Regions from separate parts of the Zea mays genome. Here region 1 is linked to region 2. Evidence: chromatin contacts called from public Hi-C data. All regions are on one chromosome and are shown on one strand. The core of a region is the stretch at or near the end of the contact, and the rest is flanking DNA. Distances in the headings are between cores, read along the strand shown.

Region 1 (5,472 bases), core at 1,107-3,606, 430 kb before region 2:
GGCCTGTTTGGTTCCATGGGACTAAACTTTAGTCCCTAAATTGCCAAACACAGGGACTAAACCATATGTTTTCCTCTTTTTTAGTCCCTGTGTTTGGCAATTTAGGGACTAAAAGGAACTAAAAGGGAGGGACTAAAGTTTAGTTCCATGCAACCAAACATGCCCTATATTATATGCAATCAGTTGTAAAGTAAGTATGGCCTTGTATAACATTAAGTACACATATCACTAACAGAACTTAACCATACCTCTCACTCTCAATCAATCTGAGAAGGCCAGTTACAGTTTTGTGTTCAATCTCTGGGGATAGTGATAGATGCTTGCGAAACAGCTGCAGCCCCATATCCCATACTGAACAAATATTTGCTACATTCTTGACATATTTTACATCAAGAAGTAAAGCAATACCGCGAATAATCAACATCTGATCACAAAAATCTTGCCATGTTCTTTGGACCAGAGACAAAAATACAACCAAATCTGGGCTTTGGCCCACTAATGCTGATATCTTTTCAGCTATGTGTATTTCACATTCTTTCTTGATTCGTTCGTATAGGTTTGCCCCTAGCTTGTGTAGACAAAGATCACCAGCAGCCTGTGGTACAAATACAAGTATAACGTACTCAAATGCTAATGTGGGAGCATGAACATTACAGTGTCAGCAACAGAAGTATAACCTGATAGAGTTTCTCAACATCACAAGAAAGTTTCTGCTTGAGAAAAATAGCTGTGATAGCATCCTTCAAAATCGTCCATGTATCCTCTTCGAAGTTTTTTGGCAGTTTTGGTTGACCTAATGAGTGCATGATGGCCAGAATGGCATTTAGACATAGTGCTATGGCATTAAGCAAAGGTTGTGAAAAGGAAACCCAATGAATTCTGATATTCAAATTTTCAAATACACATGTTCAGCATGTCTTTGCTAGTGACTCGTGATTTATAAGATTTGCATACATGCGTTCAATATGAATTTGCCAGCAACTGGTGTCGTAGCAAGTAAAAGGAATCAGCAAATAGTGTGTGCTGAAGTACATCATAATGAGTTGTTTCAAAGGAATTGGGCTGTCATTTCCCAATATTGGAGGTTGTCACACATAGGTGCCAACGAATGCCAAGCCAAACCATGGTACTAGGGGTACAATTAATCAAACAGGAACTGACTCCAGCTCAGTTGCTGGGGGTGAGGTGTCTGTATACCAGTCCACCACCAAGATTATATTCCCCTTTGACTAGATTTGTGTGCCTAATTCTTCTCAGTGGAAAACAGATCCTTCTCGGTTTCTCTCTCGTTTACATATGTGTTAATCAAATGCTTATGAACGGCTAGTTAGAAAGACAGGTGAACCGTGTGGCAATTTACAAAGTACTTGAAATATACAGAAGCAAACAACTAAACGCAGCCGCTCAACAGAAGTATTATGTTTCCTATGGCAAATCTCTCTTCTGATCAGTCTGATGGTATGAGCAGGTATAAAATATGAAATGTCCCAACAATAATCAACTCTCGAGAAAAGAAAACCCGAAATGCCATAATAGGCTACCAAAACACCAGTTTTCCAGAAACAATGTGCAGATCTAGCCAATTTCCATATTGCGTCCATCAAAGAGCTAATTTTAGGTGGGTCCAGGTGGCGGCTGGTAGTGAAAGGTAAACAAGTGATATGTAAACGGATATATGACTTTTAACCCTAATGTCAGGCATGAAAAAACTTTGGGCTAGCCCGCGAGATGGCAAGTAACATATCCGAAACAACAGGACTGGAATCAATTGCGACCACACCCCCTCAGTGACGATGACGATCAATCGCACAAGACTCGCAGAGTAAGCAATTCGCATAATAAGGTATTGGGGGCGCGCCTATTCTGATGCGGAGGGGCTTGCGGGCGGAGGTCGACGGCTGCGGAAGCGTGGCCTTCTTTCGGAAGAGGTTGGCGGCAACGCCCGCGGAGGCCGGCGCGCTGGGCGCGGGGAGCTCATCTTGGTCCACGAGCACCATTTCCGCATCCTCCTCGCCGTTCGTTCGGCCCCCGCCCGTGGCGGCGGCGGCGGCGGTATCAAGATGGATACCGTTCTTCTCGACCGTCCCAACGGAGGAGGCGGTGGCGGCCGGGTGCTTGGCCTTCTTCATAAGCGGCGTCGCAGGGGAGGACGTCGGAGACGGGGATGTGGTGGTGGACGAGAAGGGGCGCTTCGAGGCGGGAGCGGCGGCGTGGGGCTGAGACATGAATCAGGCGCCGACGGGCATGGCGCGGCGGAGGCGGCGGAGGAGTCCGGCGTGAGGATTTTGTGAGCGAGTCGGTGCGGTGGCGAAGAGGGGACGGGGCCACGGGGGACCGGAGGGAGGCAGGCAGCGAGAGATCGGGTTGGGGCGGGGGAGAGAAGGGTTTCGCCTTTTTTTTCTTTCTTTTTTTCTCTTTTTGATTTTTGAGGTGGAATTTCGGGGTGTGAGCTTGCTGGGCCAAAGTTCGACGTTGTCCGGAGGTATGGGGTGTTTGGTATGAGTTTGCTCTATTTTATATATTAGGTTGTATTTTTATAACTAGTGATGGATAAATAAATTTAAACTATATGTCTATATTGATTTTTTAAAATTTCAGAGCAACAAAAAATACTTAAAAATATGTATTGTAGCTCTCAAAACTCCATATAGTTGCAATTCTAGAGTCGGGTGTTTGGTTGTCTCTAACCAGCTCTCTCTTGAAGGTCCTATTTAAGATAGCTCCAGCTCCAGAAAATTTAGTAGAGTTGGCGAAACAGATCTTTAGGTACTCCTAGAAAATCGTGAAGTTAGAATTATAGGGCTTTAGAAGACATTCAGATAAGTCATTTCGTTTATTATTTAGATTAAAAATATTTTAAAAACTATTTAAATTGATTTTATAAACTATAATTCCACATCGTAACTGGAACCTGGAGCCATTCCAAACACTCTCTAAGAACAACTCCAATAAACTCTTTATATTTTTTGTAATCTATACAAATAGTATTTTTTTGTAAAAAAAACTTCCAACAACTTATCTAAATGGCTATCAAATATAGACATCTTCTATTTAAATATAGAAAATGTGATGGCTCTCTAGAGTACAAACATGATATAGAAAGACTGTTGTAGGTTGAAAATACATAGAAATCTGTTTATGCAAATGATATTTTAGAGAGTGAAATTAGAAAGACTCTTGGAGATGCTCTAAACATGTGATAGTCGCCTAGAGGGGGGTGAATAGGGCGAAACTGAAATTTACAAATATAAACACAACTACAAGTCGGGTTAGCGTTAGTAATATAATCGAGTCCGGGAGAGAGGGTGCAAAACAAATCGCAAGCAAATAAGAGGTGTGACACGCGGATTTGTTTTACCGAGGTTCGGTTCTTGCAAACCTACTCCCCGTTGAGGTGGTCACAAAGACCGGGTCTCTTTCAACCCTTTCCCTCTCTCAAACGGTCCTTCCGACCGAGTGAGCTTCTCTTCTCAAATCAAAACCGGGAACAAAACTTCCCCGCAAGGGCCACCACACAATTGGTGCCTCTTGCCTTGATTACAGTGGAGTTTTGATCACAAGAACAAGTGAGAAAGAAAAGAAGCAATCCAAGTGCAAGAGCTCAAAAGAACACGGCAAATCTCTCTCGCTAATCACTAAAGCCTTGTGTGGAATTGGAGAGGATTAGATCTCTTTGGTGTGTCTAGAATTGAATGCCTAGCTCTTGTAAGTGGTTGAGAAGTGGAAAACTTGGATACCATGAATGTGGGGTGGTTGGGGTATTTATAGCCCCAACCACCAAACTAGTCGTTTGGTGGGGCTGACTGTCGCATGGTGCACCGGACAGTCCGGTGCACACCGGACATGTCCGGTGCGCCAGCCACGTCACCAAAGCCGTTGGGATTCGACCGTTGGAGTTCTGTCTTCTGGGCCCGCCTGGATGTCCGGTGGCGCACCGGACATGTACTGTAGAGTGTCCGGTGCGCCAGCATGGGCGTGCCTGACTTCTGCGCGCGCTGGCGCACATTTAATGCGATGCAGGTAGCCATTGGCGCTGAAGTATCCGTTGCTTCAATGGCACACCGGACAGTCTGGTGTACACCGGACATGTCCGGTGAATTATAGCGGACTAGCCGTTGCGAATTCCCGAAGCTGGCGAGTTCCTGAGGCGTCGTTCGTTGGAGCACCGGACAGTCCGGTGAATTATAGCGGAGTCGCCTCTGGATTTTCCCGAAGGTGACGAGTTTGAGTTGGAGTCCTCTGGTGCACCGGACAGTCCGGTGTAGGGATGGCAATCGGGCGGGTAGTACACGGATATATAGTTCGCGAATCCATACCCGCGAGACAAAACTCAACCTATACCCGTACCCATAAACGTTCGTGGGTATGGATCTGTATCCATACCCATACCCGCCGGGTATCCGCTATCCAGTGGATACCCGTTACCCGCCCGCCCACTACAATTTTAGCATTAAACACCAAACAACAATTTTATTACATTTCAAAATAATTATCATTCCAATAGCATTAAATGATAATTTTAGCAACAAACAACATGTTATGGATAAAAATTGAAAAATAAGAATTTATGATAATATATAAATCCGGATGGCCCACATGTTAGATATCCATTGGGTAACGGGTATGGATATTGGATATCCATACCCGCGAAAAAAATATCCGCGGGTACCTTATTATATCCATAACCGTACCCATGGATATTGAATTCCACCATACCCGTATCCAATGGATAATTATCCGCGGTTATTTACCCATACCCATACCCATTGCCATCCCTAGTCCGGTGCGCCAGACCAGAGGTGCCTTCGGTTGTCCCTTTGCTCTTTTGTTGAACCCAATACTTGGTCTTTTTATTGGCTAAGTGTGAACCTTTGGCACCTGTATAACTTATACACTAGAGCAAACTAGTTAGTCCAATTATTTGTGTTGGGCAATTCAACCACCAAAATTATTTAGGAACTAGGTGTAAGCCTAATTCCCTTTCAATCTCCCCCTTTTTGGTGATTGATGCCAACACAAATCAAAGCAAATATGGAAGTGCATAATTGAACTAGCTTGCATAATGTAAGTGTAAAGGTTGCTTGGAATTGAGCCAATATAAATTCTTACAAGATATGCATGGATTGTTTCTTTGTTTTTAACATTTTGGACCACGCTTGCACCACATGTTTTGTTTTTGCAAACTCTTTTGTAAATCCTTTTCAAAGTTCTTTTGCAAATAGTCAAAGGTAAATGAATAAGATTTTGCAAAGCATTTTCAAGATTTGAAATTTTCTACCCCTGTTTCAAATGCTTTTCCTTTGACTAAACAAAACTCCCCCTAAATGAGGTCCTCCTCTTAGTGTTCAAGAGGGTTTTGATATACCATTTTTGAAATACTACTTTCTCCCCCTTTTGAACACAATAAGATACCAATTTGAAAATATTCTTTTGAAAAACTAAATTTTTGAAATTGGTGGTGGTGCGGTCCTT
Region 2 (5,898 bases), core at 203-2,702:
ATATCATCATTTGAACTGCATATGAAACAGTCTATATGCCAAACCTGTCGATAGGATCAGAGCAAACTTACACATCCAGGTGTCATTGCTGGCTTCCAAGCTGGGAGGTTCTGCTGGGTGAACCTATAGAAAACTGCAAAACTAACAAACTTTTCAAAAATGGAAAAAAAGAATTGTCAACTCTATGGAGTACTAAACTAGAACAGTACTGCAACGCACAACAATGATAGGAAAATACAGATAATCTGAATTCTCAAAGTTTGTAAAAGAAATCCACCAAATAATCTTCTTATGTCCAGATTCAGTAGTTGCCAATAAAGGAAACACAAGTTAATACAACAAAATCTGCCTGTGGTTGCATCAGTATTGTGTTTCACATGATTCTAAAAAATGATGATACAGATCGCGAGTCCAGATGGTGACTAAGGGTGTGTTTAGTTTCTATGGACTAATTTTTAGTCCCTCCATTTTATTTCATTTTAGTCCCTAAATTACCAAATACGGAAACTTAAATTTATGGACTAATTTTTAGTCCCACCATTTTATTCCATTTTAGTCCCTAAATTGCCAAACACGGAAACTAAACGTATTTGACAATTTAGGGACTAAAATGAAATAAAATGGAGGGACTAAAAATTAGTCCCTATAAAACAAACACCCCCTAACTTTATGCCCACCATGATTATTAGCTAAAAGTTCATTTATTGTTAGGTCCCGTTTGGTTACTTTAGTCCAGTGACTAAAATTTAGTTAGGAGACTTCTACGGACTAAAATTATTTAAAACACATTAAATGAATCATAAGAGGACTAAAATACCACTTAGCATTCTTCCGCAATTAGTACAACTGATAAAACAAGGGCAAAAACTGGAATTTATATGGTTTAGTCCTTTTTGGTCACCCCTTGAGGGACTAGAGACTAAAACAGTTTAATCACTATTTTAGTCCCAGCGTTTGCCAATTTAGGGACTAAATGGGACTGAAATGGAGCATTAGTCCCTTATACCAAACGGGGCCTTATAAAGACTCACCAAATGTAACCTTACATTAGCATAGCATGCACACACCTCAAATGCTGTTCAGATAAATGGATTGTAATTGTAAGCAAGCAACCTCCGTAACATGTAAGACCAAATCAACAATGCGAACTGCAATTTTACGCTCGAATTAAGCGTTTATGCAATCCCACGATCGCGCGAGCTACTAACCCTAGCATCTGAGGGCTGAGGCTACTATCTCCCGCAGACCACACCGCTCCTGAGCGTGGAAACCTAGACGCGACGCGACCGAATCGAAGCCAGCCCAGCCATCAGATCGTGACTCACCTCCCGATCTCGCAGGCACGAAGCCGCGCCTCGTCGCGGCGCCGGACGCGGAGGTGCTCGCTTCGTCCATCTTCTCCCGCCACGAGCTCGGTCGCCGCACAGGCCCTCGTCAGCGGCTCGCCGGAGCCCGTGCTCCGCAGTCCGACCCGCCGGGGGATCCGACCGCAGAAGAAGAGTGGAGAGTCCACTTGCTGCTCGATGAAAAGGAGCCCATGGGCCCACTAAATCTTGAGGGCCTATCTAATTCACGTGGGCCTTATGGGCCCAACTCCCGGGGGCGCTCGAATTGACGGCGTGAGATGGATACTAACGGTGACTAACGGTCGATGTAACGGCCGCATCAATGCGCCGCCCGGCGCGTCGCGATCGGGGGAATCTTTTCCCCATTTCGTTTCGCCCAGGAGCGACAGGCGCGGGCGCCACGGAGTGTGTGTGAGAGAGAGATAGAGAGAGAGGGAGATGCGAGAGGAGGTGAGGAGCTCGTCGGGGGCGGTGGCAGAAACGCCGATGGCCGTCGCCCGGTCCTCGTCGCCGCCGCACACCCCGGTAGCCAGGTACGGTGGCGGTCGCGCCTCGGGACCTCTCTACTTTTGGTTGTAGATTCTCAGCTGTAGGCGCTGTTGCTTGGTTAGGGAATCGGGGTCTCAGTGCTCGGATTGGTGGCGAGGGTGTTGGTTCTGCGTAAGAAAGGTAGATTTTACTTCGTCCAAAAGACCTATTGTAGGATTCGAGGTAGGATTTGCCGAGGCGGTGGCTCAAATTCGATTATGGAATTTTGATTGGACTCTAGGACACTCCTTTGTAGGGGAAAGCATGAGATATTTGATGGCCAACATCAGTTATACGTCCATGGTCGGCGAAAATCAAGTGTAGCTGGCTGAGCTTTACTTCTCCTTTTGGCTGCAAAACGCCAGGATTTGAGTTGCTAGATTGGTTCCTGCTGCTGTATAGTGTTACAGATTAATGAACGGTAACAATGAATGACATAATTCTGCGATTAGAGCTTACACGTGTTTGCCACCAAATATTATGATTAGGGGGACATGCTACATTTGTGCTGACTTCATGCTATTATATTCTAATGCTGGTTTGGTCACAGTGCAGCAATTGAGATTTGAGAAGGATTGCAGTTTGCAAAAATCAGTGGAGAATGTGGCACATTTGATGGTGTGGAGACTGGTAGCATAGGATTGACTATTGAGCCACTGGAGCTCATGGTAGCCTTGTTAACTATAGATCTAGGTAGCTTATTCTCAATTCATTTTTTGATGTTAGATCTGAACATGGTGCTATAGTTTCTATGCTTGAATGCTAAAACCTGAAAACAGTTATTTTATTTGGATGACAAGCTAACTTGTCACGGCTGGTACCATGCCAACGGCGCGAACAAATCTACAGCTGGCGTATACATATTTGGTGTTGGTATGTCATATGTATGCATGGGCACACAAGGTAGAGTTAGCCTCTGTCTTATAAGCCACTGCCATGCAAAGGTAGAACCCAGACAACGAACTAGAAAGGAATCAAATCGGAGAGGAACCTTTTCTCGTCCATTTCCCCAAGTTATCTCTGCTTGTGATCTTGCTCACGTCCCGGCACCTTTCCGCGGCTGCGGGTAGTTACATAACGTCAATGCGAACCTTTTCTGTACGGAATTCATAAAGCAAGAAATAATCCTTTCTACAGATTTTTGTCATTCTTTTTTAAAAGCTTGCACTGAAGCCCCTTTTTCTTTTCAGTTCCGTCGGTGCCTCGTCACCTGCTATGCAAACTAATGTTGCAAGCATAGATTGGTTGGGTGGCAAACAAGCTTCCAGAGTTGACTCGTCGTCGCAAGTTGCTGCACATGCTTATCACCCTTCCCATAGTTTTGATGCAGCTGGCACTGCTATGGATTCTGCACCATCATGCAGACCATGGGAACGTGGAGACTTACTTCGTCGACTGGCAACATTTAAGCCTTCAACTTGGGCTTCTAAACCGAAGGTATCTTCCCTAGTTGGGACTACTATAGGGTCTACGCCTCTACGGTGTGTCATTTCACATGCTTTAGGTTTTCTCTTGTGGTGTGTTGCATGTACCATATATTGCTCCTTTGGGCTTTAGTATACAACTAAAGAGGATTCATCTCTCCCCACCCAAGTCCCTGAACTCCATAATGATACAATAAAGTTGGCTGAACATTTCTTTTGTCACCATTTGTTGGTGGCAGTAATACAAAACATGCCATAGGTCTGAAAATGTGACCATGGAATCATGACCAAAATCATTATGCACATATAGACCTCTCCACTTTCATATCAGCTATAACATAAAATTCTTGCTTTGATATATTGGAATTCGAAAGAAGTTACTCTTTCAACGTTTTGCTCATTGCAAGTGGCATTTAAATAATGATGTTTACTTTGCTTGAAACTGCATGTTGCTTTCAGCAGCTGAGTATCAAATTGCATAATTTATAGTCTTGCTACCACATCTTGGTGGTGAGTACTCAGTAGAAGTGTAGAACACCAATATGGTCTGATTGCTGTCCTAGTTGCACTATCCAATTTGGTAACCTTGTCTTTCTTTAAAATGAAGCCTGGTACTATGTTAATCTGGCCAGGCATTTGCTGGATGCTTGCTTGACCTTTATAGGGATCCTTCAGCTTCTGAATTTCTTAATATTAGTCATGTGATTTTGTGTTCATTTTTCCAGGCTGCTAGTTCTTTGGCCTGTGCTCAGAGAGGTTGGGTGAATGTTGACATGGACAAAATTGAATGCGAGTCATGTGGCACACATCTAATCTTCAATGCATTGACATCCTGGTCCCCTGTTGAAGGTATGTTTTGTCTTGATACACTTTTGTTTTCTGATAAATTTACTGCTATGCTAAGTGGCTGGTTGTTATGTGTAGCTGTCTTACAAGTTACATTTCTTTGCTCTGCTACTAACTGTAAGGGTGGAGATTAGTGCATGCCATGTACTCATACTGTATTTTGAACGATCACCTATAATCTTTTAGTGTAACATTATTTCTCATTACGATAATAAGGCATTTATGTGCTCGGTTGGGGGGGGGGGATGGTTACTGAATATCCAACGAACTTGTAGTTTATGCAAATTCTTTTTCAACCCATGACACTGTGCATTCAATTTATAATATTTTACTTATGATAACTAGTTATTTACCGGCGAATTTGCCAATGCTTGTATTTCACCCTGTTGTTTACTTTGACGAGTTATGTTCAACAGCTAGAATACATATAACTTGAGTCAGATCATATATATATTTACTGTTCTATACGGAAAGGTAGTCAAGAATTATATATGCAGATATTATATGGCAAACATTTGCTCCAAAGAATCATGAACAGAGTTGGATATTCTGAGGTGAGAGTAGAGTTTATACATAGGACATATCACAGTGTTTTCAGTCACCTCATGGGAATATAGAGGGTATTTTTGTAGAATACAAGATTATTCTAACTTTCTAAGTTGGAAAATTGAACTAGTGTGTAAACTACTCTGACCCTGGCCTCCACTTACACAATCATCTTTGCATCAGAAACTCCAAATGTTTAGGATTCTAGTAGCAGCAATGAATGCACCTTTGTTATTGAACCATGCTTAGAGATTTAGGGTCTTACATAAAAATGTATGGGTGTCCAATATTTTGAATTATTGATCAAGTAACATCTGACATGACTCAAAAGAAAAACTATCTGCAATGTACAGTCTCATGACTGTTATTACTTGTGTCTTACTATTGTGCTAAGCTGGTATAGATTAGCACATCTCTGTTTGCAAACTGAATTTTGTTCAGCTGTGAAACCTTTCTTTTTGCCTACCCCAACTTGCTTGGTACTGAAATGCTTTGTTTTTTTAATGCTGTTTTGTGAAACTTTTCTTTGTATCTTCTACTAGTTGCAAATGCTGGAGAATCCTTTGCCGAGCAGCTTGATGCAGCACACCAGAATAGTTGTCCCTGGAGAGGCAATAACTGTGCTGACAGCTTGGTCCAGCTTCACCTTACACAATCAGCTCTTATTGGAGGTTTTAAAGACCGCTGTGATGGGCTTTTACAGTTTACCTCTCTTCCTGTGATTGCACCATCTGCAATTGAGAACATGAAGCTTACAAGGAGTGTACAAATTGATCATCTGTTGTCCCAATCAATTACCTTTTTATCTGGTATTCTGGGCTGCAGAGCAGAGAGTACAGCAGGAATTGATATCCACCAAGATTTCTCTTGTAGCTACTCTCAAGTATGCTGGTCCCTTTTCATGTACACATGCTATGTTTTTTATTGGCGCTAACATGCTATTATCTTGCGTTGCCTCCAGCTTCTTTAATTTAGGTGCTTTTATCAATGAGTTTGTAGGCACAAAAGCTCATAAGCCTGTGTGGATGGGAGCCTAGGTGGCTTCCAAATGTTCAAGACTGTGAAGAAAATTCAACGCATTCAGCTAAAAATTTACCCTCAGTTGGACCTGACGAACGGTTATATCCCCATTTTGTTGAACATAACAAAAATTCATTTTCTGCATCAGCCAAGAAAGATAAGGGGAAAGGCAAATTGCCCGTTGGAGA

Evidence for each region. A called contact is a pair of places that touch in the nucleus more often than the background predicts.
Region 1: a contact with region 2 is called in a Hi-C map of endosperm, with 2.8 times the contacts expected there. The contact joins the promoter of LOC100501431 here to the promoter of LOC100273403 in region 2. A contact is called at or near these places in 4 of 25 Hi-C or Micro-C datasets (bundle sheath, endosperm, leaf and 1 more).

Annotation. Positions count from the first base shown.
Region 1 is chr1:292,437,397-292,442,868 of Zm-B73-REFERENCE-NAM-5.0, reverse strand. LOC100501431 reads right to left here and starts at 2,356. Exons shown (of 17, transcript NM_001362466.1): 1 at 1,859-2,356; 2 at 678-793; 3 at 249-595. The coding sequence starts at 2,225.
Region 2 is chr1:292,006,462-292,012,359 of Zm-B73-REFERENCE-NAM-5.0, reverse strand. LOC100273403 (Putative ALA-interacting subunit 2) reads right to left here and starts at 1,452. Exons shown (of 8, transcript NM_001147840.1): 1 at 1,326-1,452; 2 at 72-133. The coding sequence starts at 1,395. It overlaps LOC103644136, which reads left to right and starts at 1,715. Exons shown (of 7, transcript NM_001346920.1): 1 at 1,715-1,879; 2 at 3,065-3,311; 3 at 4,024-4,147; 4 at 5,233-5,573; 5 at 5,690-5,898. The coding sequence starts at 1,785.